Regions from separate parts of the Hordeum vulgare genome. Here region 2 is linked to region 1. The links are chromatin contacts, called in public Hi-C maps. All regions are on one chromosome and are shown on one strand. The core of a region is the stretch at or near the end of the contact, and the rest is flanking DNA. Distances in the headings are between cores, read along the strand shown.

Region 1 (3,771 bases), core at 229-2,728:
AAGCTTCAGTGCTTCTCCACAAAGTATTTGCTGCCTCAAGAAATTGGACGATCTCAACATTCAAAATAAATATAAAGGAGGACGATCTATATGGTATACACACTGCGGAAGTATGTGCATCATAATAGTTATAGCGCGTCGGAGGCATTTCACAGAATCGCTGGATGATCAATATCTGCTCACGCAACTCTGAAGGTTGCTATCGGCATAAAAAAAAAACTCTGAACGTTGCTGTGCTGAGCTCGACTACTTCAGAAATGCATGACACCGGGAATTCAGAGGGATTAACAGTGACAGGCAACCCTCGGACAACTTCTCCACAAAGGAGAAATCCCATGATTTCCCACCTCACACTGTCACAATTCGAGCATCGGCCAATATCTGCATTTCACACCGCGCTATTCCACAGTTCTCCGGATTGATAACTCAGCCTGTAGTTTGTACACAAAGGAGAAGAAAATCAGGATTTACCAGTTACCACACCCTAAAGTGTTGAAGTATGGCAGGACATCCTACTTCAACCGGCTTAACTAACTTGAAGATATTGTAATAACTAATAACCCATCTTTAAAGCAACTATGCATATGCTACTGAGGTGGTTGGATGATACTGTAGATTAGTTTGATGCGGGACACACACACACACATAATCGCATGAAATACGTACTGCTTAAACTAAGCTAGTGTGACTATCTGAGTCGGCCGTCACTACTAGGCTGCTCTCCGAGTTTTCTAATTACCGTATATGCTGTTTCCGGTTAGCCTGAGCGAATGCAGATACGCACATTTGGCCCTGGCCCTCCAGCTAGCTAGTATGACATGACAAGGTATAACGGCCCCTAAAATTAGGCAACCTTTCAGTGCACCAGTGGGCAAGTGAAGTGTAGTAGGAGATCTGATGAAAAGAATGCAAAATTTGTCATACTACCACCACCCGTCCACTTGGATCTTTGCAGCCACAAAAATATCTCGTCAGATCAATAATGTACGTAGTATTGATCATTAACATCACATTTCGTTCAGATTTTGCGGTAATCGATCTCTGCAATGACATTGGTTGGGCATCATACCTTTAACCAGCAGCAAGTCGCGAAGAAGCCAAGACCCGACCCGACCGAACGAAACGATTTGCATGGCAAGTTTTCTGAATCCATTTTTTTTTACATTCAGACTGAACATGTGAATTCCCTGACTGTTTGAATCAGAGAACAGCAGCTCCGATTCATGTGAACACCGTGCAAGCAGCGTGTACTGACGCGCGGCACCCGTCTTCCGGATTCGCAGGTCCTGAATCTTTTTGTGACACCACGAGGCAGACGTACGGACGGGCGCTGCTCTCCCAGTGACCACGAATCCAAAATCTTTTGTGCCCAATCCCTCTCCGATACCTGACGTTGCTAGTGCTACGGCTGTCTTCTTCCTAGTACTAGTACTATACTACCTCGAGCATGCCCCGGCTGTTCCGGCGAGGCGGTTTAGTTTGCTCTGACCTTTGGCAAGTCGGACAGCCGCGCACAGGGTTTCGCCATTGATCGGTGCAGCAGAATCCCGGCCGAGTGCGTAGATGGATTACGGAGCCGGAGAGCGACGGCACGTCGCTCTCGTTAAAAATGCGACGCCACGCTACCACGTCCCCGTCGCCTCCTTGCCCTGACCCTGAGTGGTCAATGCCTGCTTTGTCTCGTCTTCTCAGAAGGTGTGCCGGAGAGATAGATGATGTCTAGAATTGCGCGTAGATGGACGGAGGAACGCGATCTACCGGGCTATATGATCGAATGCGCGCGTTGATCACGCGCCAGCGAGATCGATGCTGGCGTATGCGTATTACGTTCAGCAACTTTGCAGCACAATCTCAGGAACTGCTCCGTGCTATCAGGAATAGCATCTCCCACCGAGCACAGTTAGTTAACTAGCTGGACTATGCATCCAATGCGACTACTGTAACGAAGCTGTTTTGCGTAAAAATTTCCGAAATGGAGGATGACCCACGGCTACTGCAGTATTATCATGCACACAGCCATTGTCATGCCCACTCCTATGGAGATAATCATTGAGCTGATCTCCATTGGTACTACCGCGGCATCGGCCATTCTCCTACTTGTGACGATGGCTCATTGTAGTCGTCCAAGCAGTCGTGTGATGATAAATGAGTTATGGATTTCGTCGTAGATTTGCCGTCTAGATGTAGAGCACACAGTATTGGTACTGAAACATCCGGATTCATTCAACACAAGTACTACGTAGTATTGACAAATATCTTCTGCCTTTGTGCGGCCGATTCTCTATCTGATTTATTATCATCGGTATATTAACAAACCACATTTAGTTAACTAATTGGGCATAGATGCCAATTCCAACCATCTATCCTTGTTGTTTCTTAAGAAATTCTGCTGAGCTATGCTGAAGCTGACAGCTTCAAAGAAAATAATTATTTTGCAGTACAAGTACAAGGATGGTTTGAGCTTTTGCAAATCTTCTATTCTTAAATAGCTAGAACCCACTACATAATTTTCCTTTCCATACAACAATGCCACATCATCAAATCATGCATGTAGTTAAAAGTTTTTTTTTTCATTAATCTCTTAATGCAAAACATATCCTCATGCATGATTTTTTTAGATAATTAAGCAAGATATTTTTATAATGGTTTCTGCATTAACATTAGTTTTTTAACATTTATCCATGTATTTTTTAACAAGTTTTCCGCAGCAACGCGCGGGGCATCGTCTAGTTTCTACAACGCCAAGGCGCAGATATAGCATCTACTGGCCTTGTCGTAAAGGATTTCATTAAATGCTTGAAATTTTGTTGATACTCCCTCTGTTCCTAAATACAAGTCTTTTAAGATATTTCACTAAGTGTCTACATACGGAGCAAAATGAGTGAATCTACACTCTAAAGTATGTCTATATACATCCATATGTAGTCCACTAGTGAAACCTCTAAAAAGACTTATATTTAGGAACGGAGGGAGTACTACTAGAAGACGCCAAGAGCGATGATTAGCTGATGACCTGAGTTGTTAATGGCTTTCAAGCCCCACCCCACATACGTAGGTATGACTTTCAGGTCACTTGGTTGATCAATAATTTGTGACAGTATAGTTTATGATCAGCTAATTAGGTCAACTAGCTGGAGGATTTGTTAAATGACGTGTAGTGTGTTAAGGCGAATTGCTCCCTAATCAGGTTACATAGGCGCGAATCTGCAAGTCTCTGTCATTGATGGCTGGCAGCTAATGGTATTCTAGAAGAAAATAGTATCCCTGAACTTCCCCTGAATACCTTATGCTTTTGGCTCATCACATTCTACTCCAACTTTGCGCTGGTTAGGACTGTAGTAATTCTACACCTAGGGAATAATTTTCGACTAGGTTTTTTTTGTGCTAATAATTTTGGATTGGTTGATGCTTGACAGAGAGACACACACATAGCGGATCCACGGCTCATGCGGCAAGTGGACCGTGTGCGCCTGTGCTAGCCGGACGGTCTGGTACGGGTTCCAACCTAGAGGAATCTGAATCTGAAGATTGAGCACGCGAGAGGGCTTTTGTCCTAACCAAACACGCCGCATCGCATCAGGCATTATCTTTATCTTTCTATGATCTAATCCATATTGGCAAGCATCAGCGAGCCTGATCTGGTCGCCCGCCGCCCAATACGCCGGGATCGATGCCATCCCACGTCAAACGCGGCAGCTCGCCACATCTCATATCTTCTCTCAAGTTGTTAAACGCATGTCTATCTCTTTCCTTCGTATGCGCATCTTTAGG
Region 2 (3,809 bases), core at 737-3,236, 690 kb before region 1:
ATTAACTTTTTCACGACGAGATCTTCAAAACTAGATCTCATGTCGATATATTTTGTTAACTTTTATTTTCGTCGTTGCTTTCCAGATTACTATCACTTACTTGTCACATTATTTGTCACATAGTTATTACATTAAATTAATTTGGTTATCATGTTTATGTATGTCGATATACCTCACTAAAAACTTGATTCATTGTACTTGTGCTGGCTCATGCATTTACTTGCTTATTGTTAATGCTTTCATACCCACTTTTTAGCTTCACATAACATTGCAATGCTTAGAAAGTATAATATTATTGTTCCGATTTACTATGTATAATTTTATGACAACTATACACATGTAAGATGAAAACTATGATGATATAAATATGGCAACTACGAAAGATGAAAAAAAATCAACGAAACATATCGACATGGGATTTTATTTTGAATGTCTCTTTGAGACGAACCTAAAGGTGAAAGTGAATCTCCGATCAAAATTTTAATTTGTAAGATAAATCATTTTTAAAATTCAACAATTCAAAAAAGCATTTAATACGATGATGTAAGCATGAGGTAATAGATTCTTGCATGCACATGAAGCTGTGCGAGCCACTGCATGAGAGAGCTATGGTGCGGCGCTTCTTCTTAGATTTTTTCAACAATAAACAGTTTTTAATACCTAAAGAACATTTCTAATAGTTGACAATGGATAAGTACACATGTAAGAATATTTTTTTAAATACACATGACCATTTATGAATCCACACACATTTTTTAACATAAACGGATTACCATTTTTGAAAACATGCGTGTTCTATCAAAGGACTAGAGAAAAAGTAAAAGAAAAAATGTAAAGTAATGAAACAGAAGAAAATAGAAATAAAAATTATGCATTTGCCTGCAAATGTTCTTGTTTTTTTCATATTTAACCAAGTGCATTGCTCGCTCTTTTTTTTAGGGACGCACGACCAGTAGCCGTGTTGCTGGGCGACGTGACAGTTGGACTCGATGTTAGAAATAGCCGCGCTGGCAAATCCTATTCAGTACCTCAAGCATCCGTTACAACAAAAATGATGAACTTCTTTCCAAAAAAATTAAAATATAAACTCAAAATCTATGAACTTTTCAAAACTAACGATTTTTTTTTCAAAATCAAGGAACTTTTCCAAATTTGATGAGCCTTTTTTAAAATTGATGAACTTTTCTTTCAAAAATGATGATTTGCTTATTTCTTTAAAACTGAAAAAGAATGCGATATTTTTTTTAGAGAATGCGACCGAGAAGGAATCGACGTTGTACTTTTGAGAGGACCGAACTAATTGTTTTTAAAATGTATTAGGGGCATTTTCAAAGAAACCTTTGTACAATTTTGAAAAAAAGTTTGCGTAATTCAGAAAAGTCATTGAAAATGATCTAATGTCTAGTTAAAAATTGTATAACATGTACAGGAAAAAAAAATTGGAGTATATTTTTGTAAAAATGTTAAAATATGTATTCGAAAATGTGAGACAATTATCAGAAAAAATATAATATGTATACAAGAATATACAACATGTATGAATAGAAATAGACATCAAAATATATGTTAAGATATTAATCATGTATTTAGAAATAGTAAAAGAGTGTACAAAATAGGTTCTAATGTATATAAAAAATACACGATACATTTGGTAAATGTAGACATGTATCGAAAGAAAGTAAAAGAGCAGAACAAAAATATCTATAAAAAGCACGATAGAAACAAAGGGAAAGCAAAAAACATCCAGAGAAAAACAATAAAGAAAAACCAAAAATCCAACAATAAATAAATAAAATAAAAACAAAATAAAGTAATGATAAATTAAAGAAAACCAATGAAGATAATGAAAATAAATTATTTAATAAACCGGACCAACCGATATTGCTACGAGCCGAGGGAATAGACGCACAGAAATGGAACAGCCTACTACTGTCGTACATAGGCGAATCCTATTAGAAATCAAGTACGAGCGGAATCATAACCGTAGTGCCATATTGAGCATAGGAAGCGAGGGCAGTAGTTTGGCCCATTTTAGCCAACATAGGAGAGCGTTACTTCTGTTTCGTTGCTTTGTTTTCTACTATTCCTAAAAAATGGTTTTCTATTGGTTTTAAAAACATTTTCTAATCTTATGTTTTATATTCCATTCCTTTTTTTCTTTTCTTTTTTTTTTCTTTGTCACGTTTAACTTTCAAAAAATGTTCATAACAAACAAAAACAAAATTGAAATTCCAATATTTGTTCGAATTTTTAATTTTTGTTCATAAATTTCAAAAAATGTTCTCATTTTCAAAAGCCTTTGGAATTTTAAAGTTCCTTGTGTGGTTCAATTATTATTTCAAAAGTAAGAAAACGTTTGATGATCAAATATTTTTTGCAATATTTAAAATGTGCTAATAAATATAAAAATCAATTAAGATAATCTGTACAATAGGAAATTGTTTGCATTTTATAAATATTTTGTTATTTTGAAAAGTTTAAAAAGGTATGGATTTTGAAAAAAAGAAATTTCAAAATTGTTTGTAATATATAAAATATTTCAAAAATTCAAAACAGGTTCTCATTGCTAATATAAATTGATTGAGGGAAACCCAAGAAAACAATTCAATTGCTACAGTGTCATAGCCACAATGCTATCTCTTGCTACGGTAAAACGATTTTCCTCAGTACCTAACTGATGGGATGGCTCATCAGCATCGCCATATGTAAAAGGCCAACATCTTGATGTAGAGAGCATCATATAGGGAGTCTCTCTAGATAATTATTTATAAATATGCGCTAATGGTCGGACATTTTTAATTATTTGTTTCTTTCTAGTATGGTGCAACGAACAACACGCCCAAATGTAAACATCTCCCATGGGTGGCCTTACTTCCCCTCACTAATAGGTGTTTGCTAATAGGATGGGGTAGCAAGACTTATAAGCACCCCTATGCGGAGGCTAGGGTTACCTACCATGTGTGGCAACCCCCATCGCCATTGAGTTCCTCGGTTTCCCGACTGTTTGATGGTCGTGTGTTTGCGCCCCCCCCGCGACGTGGGATATGTGGTGCGAGCTCTTGCTTATCCCTGGACCCTATGAAGATGACATCCCCTCGTATGTGCATTATGCAACAAGTGGCGGCGGTAGCGCCGCCGCCACGGCCGACATCGATGACTTTTTTACCAGCATGATATAAACGATGAAGCATTTGATGATATTGTGATTGATGACGACAAACTAGCCATGCAGGAGAGTGTGTGTTGGCTAGTCCTTATTATGGTTCACATGGAAAGATATAACGAGTTGGTGGAGTAATAATATATACTTTGTAATATGCCTTATTTGTTGAGGCCCGATACGTTGGCAAGTTTCAATTTGCTCATTTTGGTGATTGTTTTGCCACATAAGTCAAAATTGCTCATTTTAGTTGTGTGGCACAATTTATTTTCCTAGAAACCTACGCACTTTGCCTTGTGTCACATCCTTATATATGGCAATTTCATGCATTTATGTGTATTTGAGCGGTTAATGTTATTGATTGAGGCCTTAATTGTAAATGTATGGACAAGTTCTGTGATCTGTCCTGATTGCCTCAACATAGTGATTGCTTATTAAATTAGGGATATGTTGCATGGCTTGTTAAACAACACGTGTTGGCATATCACCTGCCAAGTAAACATCTTTATGCATATAGTCAAACTGCCATTAGATGTAGTTCTTACTCCACAACTAACCTGCTGGGAGAAACTAAAATGTCAGCAAATACATAGGTTAAGGCAGAGAAACTGTCGGGAATAGACTATTTGTCAAGAGAAGTAATCGTCGA

The links. Hi-C and Micro-C count contacts between places; a contact is called where the count stands out from the background.
Region 2: a Hi-C map of leaf shows a contact between it and region 1, with 6 times the contacts expected there. The contact joins two enhancer-like sites. A contact is called at or near these places in 2 of 6 Hi-C or Micro-C datasets (leaf and seedling).

Annotation. Positions count from the first base shown.
Region 1 is chr2H:451,759,613-451,763,383 of MorexV3_pseudomolecules_assembly, reverse strand. No RefSeq gene overlaps it. Among protein-coding and RNA genes, the nearest start is that of LOC123426606, 16 kb to the right of the region's middle. Within about 2 kb of position 1,478, at least 2 of the 3 cell types and tissues checked have open chromatin away from gene starts, as enhancers often do. A contact at or near this core is called in leaf, where this site is marked.
Region 2 is chr2H:452,449,913-452,453,721 of MorexV3_pseudomolecules_assembly, reverse strand. No RefSeq gene overlaps it. Among protein-coding and RNA genes, the nearest start is that of LOC123430237, 200 kb to the left of the region's middle. Within about 2 kb of position 1,986, at least 1 of the 3 cell types and tissues checked has open chromatin away from gene starts, as enhancers often do. A contact at or near this core is called in leaf, where this site is marked.